2 separate regions of the Mus musculus genome follow, and region 2 is linked to region 1. A link is a contact called in public Hi-C data. All regions are on one chromosome and are shown on one strand. The core of a region is the stretch at or near the end of the contact, and the rest is flanking DNA. Distances in the headings are between cores, read along the strand shown.

Region 1 (4,166 bases), core at 497-2,996:
CTCTACTCTCCTTTAGTCTGCCCTGCACACCTCAGTAAAACCCACTGTTCTAAATCAAAGTCCTGGATGCTCATCTTGGAAGATACCACTGCAGTTTGACACCTTCTCAGCCATGAACTTGGAATATACCTCTTAAACACTCTGTGTTCCTGCTCCCTCTGTCGTTGCGTTTTATGTTATCATTACATAATTCCTGAGCCTTCATACTTTAGTGAAGGTGGCTATTTAGTTCATAGTTCTGTATACTCAAAAGTCATAGGTAGAGTAGATTCATAGTAGATTACTCTGTAATGAGGGACCCTTCATTGGATCATGATTTGAGAGACGGAAAGGGAAGCCACCATGTGCAGAAGGGCCTGCTGTGTAGGAGGGCTAACTTTATAAAAATCAGTTGGGAAAACACATTGCTAATCCCTTCCAGATCATGCCTACTATGTCACAACTTCACCAGCTCTCATCGCCTCAGTCTTAGACACACAATCAAGAAGATCAAGCCTATGGCTGCCACATGAGCCCTCAGAGATCAAAGCAAATGGGGGCCATCACAGATGCTTGCCTCATTGACCTCCTATAAGAGAAAGAGGAAAGGGAGATGATACAGGCCAATCGTGTGCTCAGAACAATGCCGGACAATTCAGTGTTCAGGGTCCAGCAGCTGCCATAATTAATGAGTATTTACTTGTTCTCAGTGTCTACTTATAAACAAACCTGAGGTTTGTATCCGATGCCTTTAAAACTATGGACTCAGCTTGAGGGTCAACTGCACTGTCTATGGTTGGTCTTTCTTGACTGCCCTCAGCCTTTTCCTACAGGCCCCTGGATTCTGAGCCTTTACTAATGTCCTGAGGATATCACTAACACCTCTCCTTCCACCCTACTGTTTCTGACTCCTGTGCAGCTCTGTACTTAGATGCTTGTCTTAGCTCTAAGCTACTACCTTCACCTGTGGTCCTTATTCCTGCCCATTTGTTCCTCCCTCCCACCACCAACATAATTTCCTTTAGGTTCAGGTACCCTGTGGTTATGGCATGAGCCTTTTCAACCCAGATTAGTGGTGCATTGGGCCACCACTCTATATAATGCATCATAGCCCAGCAACTAAGTTCCCTGCTACCTATTCATAGGTAGCTTCCCAGTCTCACTTGCACAGTGAGGCCTCTGGAGGAGCCCCACTGCATATCAGGTACCCTTCTATCCTTTCTCTATGCCTCCTGGTCTCTGTGATGGTTCCACCTCCTTATAGCCAACATATCACCCACCACCTACACCAAGCACCAATTATAAAGCAGTTATCAATAATAGTTAGCAATCAATCAACAGCTAAGCACACAGTCAGTGCTATTCCGGCTTTATGTGGACGAATCTACCAGGACAGTCTTAGGTACCATTATCCCTCTCATCTTATATATTAAGTTGCAGTCAGAGGCCGAGCTGTGGGCCTCTGGCAATGGGATGAAGACCATCCTCTCTCCTAAGTCTCACACTTCTGTGTCCTTTACATCTGAATTTACAGACACTAAAGTCAGCTTCCCAAGCAAATACAAGCTGTTTTCCCAGCTAAAACTGTCTCTAAGCAAGATGACAGTCATCCTTCATTATCTTCATTCTGCCTTCCTGGCCAGCCTCAGACACTGCGGCTGATGCCTGTTTTCATTCCAGAAAGTTCCTCCCCAGGTGATCCCTGCACAGGCTCAGTATTGCCACACTGCAGGGGTGAGCGGAGCACATAGGAAGTTCTTTGCTGCCCCCTGCTGTTCAGCATGAGCTATGAGGGGGGAAAGAACCTGACAGATTGTCTTCCTCCCCCAAATGTCGGTCTCAGTTTCCATGGATCTTGTTTTGCAGAGGTCTCTCTTAATGCAGTTTAGTTTAGTGTAGCATTTTCCAGACTTGATTTCCATCTCCTCGTGGCAGATGCTTAAGCGAGTCCCCCAGCTAACCCAGGTTGTAGCCCAGCATAGGGAAAGTACACTCAACAAAAAGCCCAAACAGGGATCTGATAGATGCCAACTCTCTCCTCATATGAGACTGGCCACCGAAAATGTCATTTTCTAAACATCTCTCCATATTAAAGACGGATTAAATCAACACTTCACTGTGCTGTTTAAGAACTGCTGGGCTGTTGTGATCATAAAAAGATAAAGAAATAATAAGATATGTTCTATGGGGGTGTGGTGAGGTGTGGGAGAAAGGGGTGCCTTAGCCAGCCCATGCCAAGGCATTCTTCCCCCTGAGAGACCAGCCACACTATGGTATAGCATAGAATAGAGTTTATTTAGGACATGGGGAGGGGAGTTAAGAGAGTAGTAGAGGCAGAGAGAAGGAAAGAGAAGTAGAGGCCAGCCATGACCACGGGGAGAGAGGGGGGAAGGGAATGGAGAGGGGGGGAACAAGGGGGCAAGAGGCAAGAGAGTAAGAGAACAAGAGAGAGAGGAGGGGGCAAACAGACACTCTTAGAGTGGGCCAGACCTACCTGGCTGTTGCCAGGTAACTGTGGGGTGGAGCTTAGACAGAATCCCAACATGGGCCACTGGTTTGTCCTCTGTTTCAGCTGGAGAGAAAAAAAAGGGCCAAATGTTAAGGAGGGCACCAAGCAACACAAAGAAAGGAAAGGAAACCACAAATATCCCTGTGTTAACATCCTTTCACTTGAGAAGTGGCTCACCTGTGAAGTCTTCATTGTTGGTAGAAGAGCTGATGCTCAAAGTGCTAGACACTGGTTGGGGAAGGGATCAAATCCCCAAAGGAAGAGAAGCCTAGTGAATAAAGGATGGACAGTAAATGCAGACCAAAGAAGGCTCCTGCACTTGTCTTCATGGTCCCCTGACCTGGAGGTGCCTGGCGGCACCTGGCGGCAGGTGTGCCTGACAACTTAACTCCCGCAGCCAGTCCCAGAGACCCAGGTTAAATGACGAATAAACAAAAACAAAAACAAAAAAACAAAACCCCTCACCTCCAGCAAAGCTGTTGGCACCTGGAAATGGAGATGAAAGATGATCTGCATTCAAGGACCTCACGACTGTCTCTTTGAACTCCAGAACTATCTCTCATTTCAGCATTGAGGTTGCCTCCCACACATCAGTACCAGGAGCAGAATCCAGGCCCCAGATCCAGGATCCAGCTCTCTGCTGCTCTCTGGTTCCTCATTCTTTCTCTTGCTTTCTTTCTCTCCTCCCAACTTCCCTCTTCCTCCCCCCTCCCTCCGCTCCCCTTCTCTGTGTGTTGTTTTTAGATTATTTATTCAATAGTGCATAGTAACTGTACAACAGTATGAGTCTAACATTTCCATAATGCTCACTGGTCATCTCATCTCCATTCTTATTGCACCCTCCCCTTAATCCATCCATTATACCTTTCCCAAATAGTCCCCAATCGACTTTTAGGTCTCTTTGTAAAAGCTGGCTCTTTACATATGAAAGAAAACATGCATGAGGTAGAGTGACTGTCAGACTACAATCTGGCCATAAGGGGAACTTAGTGTACTTTTGACACATCACCGCTTGTGCACACTGCCTAGTCAGTCATGTGCAGCCCATGAGGAGGAGATGGATTTTAGATGATGGGGAAATGTTTCAGGGAGGTTCTGGAAAGACGTTTGGTTGCCACAGGCTCCTGGCCACCTTGGACTCAAGTCAATTTCTCCATTTCCTGTGTCTGTGGGGTGGGAAAGTAGCCTCTTTGAGTGACCACCTCCCCTCCGAGATTATTTCCCTTGCCAGCCCTGCCACCCTCATATACCTTGTCCAACAGTTTCAGTATTCATACCTGTGTCACTAAGATTTGATTACATAACATTGGACCCCCTCATACACAGCTCCAACCTCAGGTACTCCACTGTATGAAGTTTGAAGAATCACACAGGTTTCAGGCTGTGTGACTATAGCAGACTGGCTTAGGGAAGAAGGACTCGTACAGACACCCTACAGTGTGAATGATGGACCTTACCCTAATAGGATCTGAGAGCTAAGGTTTCAGGGCTGCCCTTCGAGACTCCTGAACTCTAGACAAATCCCTGAGTCTCATTCTCATCTTCATTTTTTTTCTTCTCTTTTTTTCCTTTTTTTTTAACCTTCAAAATGTTAAGGCAGTACTGGGATTGATAGTCAGAGAAAAAATAAAGGAAAATTAAACTAAACCCACACACGACTCAATAGGAAGCAGCTTTC
Region 2 (3,897 bases), core at 907-3,406, 280 kb before region 1:
TGGTGGCTCACAACCATCTATAATATGATCTGATGCCCTCTTCTGGCATGCAGATGTATAGGCAGATAGAGTACTCATATACATAAAACAAATAAATCTTTCTTTAAAAAAAAAAAGCTTTCACTAGTAAGAAAACATGCTTTTAAATGTTTGAAATATATCTCCCTTTAAAAGCCTGCTACTTTCTTTTAAACATAAGACCTTTTCTGTTGTGGTATTTCTGTAAGTACCTCACCATAATACTTACAGTGTTTCTACAATGGGTCATAGATAGTGTTAGATGAGAATCCAAGTTAACACTTACCTAAAGCCTACCAATTTTTCAAAGACGCCTGATTCACTATTCTTTTTCTAACATGCTAATTTTAAATACGACATCTGACATGATTAAACTTTCTGTGCTTCAACCTGTTTGTAGGTTTTCTGTTTTGTTCAGCCTTCCTACACAATTTCAGAATAGTATTTAAATTATTTAAATTATTTAGGCCTACTACATTTGTTGCTTCAAGGGACAAATTATACCTGGTGTGTTTATTGAAAACTTATTTTGGCTATTTCTCTGTGTTCAACATTTTTTTTCAGAAAAACTTTTAGAAATGCTTCTTGAAGCTTTACATTGGTACATAGGTTGGAGTTGTAGAAGCTTAACTTAATTTGATGAAAACTGACAGTTAATTCTCCAGCACAGAATGTGCCTGCCTGGAACTCATTATCCTTCTCTGTTTATTCAAACCTGCTTTGTGTTCATCAATAAGGTTTTGGCAGGTTTTAATCTGTGGGGAGGTGGTATTTTGAGGTTCCATAACTTTGTTTTCAACTGAGCTACATTGATTTATTCTAAGCTTTGTCAGGGCATTTCATAGCCATGGCTGCTCCTTTGAGAGAAGAATGCTTTAATGGATTAAATAGGGTATGTGTGTGCATACCAGAAAGTGACCTTAAGAAATGCTTAACAGGAGCATTGTTTTGTGTTGTTTTATTTTATAGACATCTATCACCTCTGGCTCTTGCTATTTTTCTGCCCTCTCTTCCAAGGTAATCTTATTTAGAGCTAAGCATTCTGCAGTTTCTTATTTTCTACTTCTTGACTAGTTGTGGGTCCCTGTTAATCACCATCTACTACAAAAGGAAGTTTCTCTGATGAGGGCTGAGGGGGTAAGGGACGAGCCAATCTACAGATACAGTGACAACTCACTTAGGAGTCAGTTCAAGACTATGCCCATTTATTGAATATTAGTAATATGTTCTCTTTTAGGACTTAGGATCTGTTTAGCCACACGTGATTGGCAGTTGCACAGGTTATGTCACAGGACTATAACAACATGCACAAGAGCTGTAGACAGAATACTAGCAATGAGATGGAGATGTAGGTACAAAAACCCCACTCCTGGTTAAGAAAATGTTGGTAACTCATAGCTGCTGGGAGAGGGAGCATCTGCTTTCTGTAAGGACCACACTTCAGTGACTGTCCCTATACCCAAGTTGTACACAGGTAGCACACATTGAACTCCAAAGGGGGAAAAAGACTCAACATTGAATGGAAGTAGAAAAAAGATCATGGGAGGAGTTGAGAGGTGAATATGATCAAAATATAAAATTCTCCAAAGATTAATAAAAATATTTCTTAAAAAGGAAATTCCTTACAGGGTAATTTAATTAAAGATAGATCTTTGAGACTCTTGACTATGTGTTCATTTCTTACCTTGCGTAGTGTATTTGTTTGTATCTGAGAGCAGAAAATTATTTGCCTCTAGAACTATTTTAAATTGTATACCTTCCATGAATCTTTAGAGGAGCCATGCTCTGCTATGCCCTGAGAAGCCTGCTCATCTACCCTTCGCTGTCTTTTCTGCCTGGCATTTGTTAAGAAAGCCTTACTTGTCCCTTAGTCAAAGGTTACACACCCTGATCTTTTCCTGAGTTGAGTCAACACTCTCCAGTGGCTTCTTCATTATCCCAGTGGATCCTGGTTTCTCTGGGCTCCAACATGGCTCAGAGCTCACCATCTTTCCTTCTCCTTGGCAGAGATCCCCATATATCCTGACAATGATTCAGACTGACTTAAACCTTGGGGTTGAGGGATGCCAGCCAGGGCATGAGATAGACAATCTTGGTGCCACATGGCACCTCCCACTGCTCCAACATGCCAACCAGAGTAAGCTCAAGCTGCCACCGTGTTTCACGTGCCCCTGCCTGCCTGCCTGCCTGTGTACTTGGGAGAGAAGAGAGTTCTCCATCCCATGGATTAAGTGGGCACCAGGCCAGCTGTCCTGCTTGGAGACAGGTGCTGGCTCCAGATGTCTCTCAGGGGCTCTCACAGCAAGACACAGATGGCAGCTCTCACTCTACTGCTTCATGCTTTGGCAGCTTGGGTCCAGCTCCAGGTTGCCCCTAACATTTCCCTGGCTGGAGAAGGAGGTGACCTAGGGGCACATAATTATGGATTGGTAGGGGTGCTAGATTAGACTCATTTCAAGTCGTACCGGTCCCAGTTTTTAAGAACTGCTTTACTAACTGGACTAGGCAAGTGTTGGTCAAGGTAACTTGAGTTCAAGAAGGAGGTCATAGAGAATGGTTGCCATGTGAGGTGTTATAACTGTGTGGGGAGAAGAGAGATACCACAGGAACCCCACTGGGCTCTAATCAACCTGAAGAAGCCACTCTCCCATCCTCCAGGGAAAACCAGAAACAGGCAAACCTTCTAACATAACATTCATTTTCTGTAGGAAGCTCTATTTTCAGGCACTGGGGTATTGAAAACCAGAAATAGCTTCTTTGACAGGAGGTGATCTCCTTAGCAACAGAAGGGCTCTCTGGCCAGCCAGCCTAGCCTGCTTGGCCAATGAGAGACTGCATCTCAAAAAGAAATCATAGCCTGCTTGGCCAATGCAAGCACATGTCTCATAATACACAGTAGATCATACCTGAGGCATGATACCTAAGGTTGACCTGTGGCCTTCGCATGCATGCACGCGAGCATTCACACACACACACACACACACACACACACACACACACACACACACACATTTAGGTGCATCTGCACACACATGTGCACACATTAAAAACACCCACAGCTTTAGAGAGCGTTCTTTCTCTTTTATTTCCTTTATTCACTGATTTAGCGGATGCTCTTGGATGGTGCCAGATGCCAGGTGTTCTTCTGGATGCTGGGAAGCCAGCTCGGGACACATATGTGAATTCTACCCTTTTGGCATTTCCTTTCTCGAGGAGCTTCGATCTCAGGCAAGCTAGTAGACTAGCTGGCAATTTCAGCTCATGACAGAAACTGACTGGCCTGAAGCTAATTGGGCAGGTGGGTAGAGAGCGGTGATTGGGAAACACCTGGGGTAGGGGCTTAAGAAGATGCCCTTAAGCATATTTCTCAAAGCAGAAAAAAACATTTCGTGTGCTGAATTTGAGTAAAAAGGTGTGCTCAGGGGGTTTGCCCAGAGGACACAGCAGCTTTTAATCAAACAAAGTGGAACTGAGCAGCTGCTGAGATCTTTGTATTTTTATAATACTTCTTTCAAGTGTCAGAACTCTGAGTCAAAGTGACTTCAATTCAGCCACTAACACAAGAAGGAGGAGAAAGAATTTTACTGTCTCTCTATGATGGAAAGCAGGCTGGGCCAGCATTGGAGAATCATCATTCTATGGCTATGACGAGGACATCCCTTAGATCCCTTCTCCCTGTGTCCTTTTCTGACACTGGCTCCCTTGTTACAGCATCAAGTCCAGGGACACATTATTCTTGGCTCGATGTGGATTGTGTGACCTTTCTAGCATGGAAGAGATAAGTCCTTGAGTAGCCCACCTAGGGCAATGCTGATGGAGAAGGAAGGGGCACATCTGATATGCCCTCACAAAGGGGAGGGGGCTAAACTAGGCATGGTG

The links. Hi-C and Micro-C count contacts between places; a contact is called where the count stands out from the background.
Region 2: a Hi-C map of cerebellum shows a contact between it and region 1, with 2.7 times the contacts expected there. The contact joins two enhancer-like sites. A contact is called at or near these places in 1 of 15 datasets of contacts at CTCF or cohesin (the NIH/3T3 cell line) and 5 of 484 Hi-C or Micro-C datasets (the C2C12 cell line, cerebellar granule neurons and cerebellum).

Annotation. Positions count from the first base shown.
Region 1 is chr15:72,081,406-72,085,571 of GRCm38.p6, reverse strand. It overlaps a transcript of Col22a1 not described here. Among named protein-coding and RNA genes, the nearest start is that of Col22a1, 49 kb to the right of the region's middle. Within about 2 kb of position 1,746, at least 10 of the 459 cell types and tissues checked have an H3K27ac peak or open chromatin away from gene starts, as enhancers often do. A contact at or near this core is called in cerebellum, where this site is marked.
Region 2 is chr15:72,359,135-72,363,031 of GRCm38.p6, reverse strand. No RefSeq gene overlaps it. Among named protein-coding and RNA genes, the nearest start is that of Gm23217, 110 kb to the right of the region's middle. Within about 2 kb of position 2,156, at least 20 of the 459 cell types and tissues checked have an H3K27ac peak or open chromatin away from gene starts, as enhancers often do. A contact at or near this core is called in cerebellum, where this site is marked.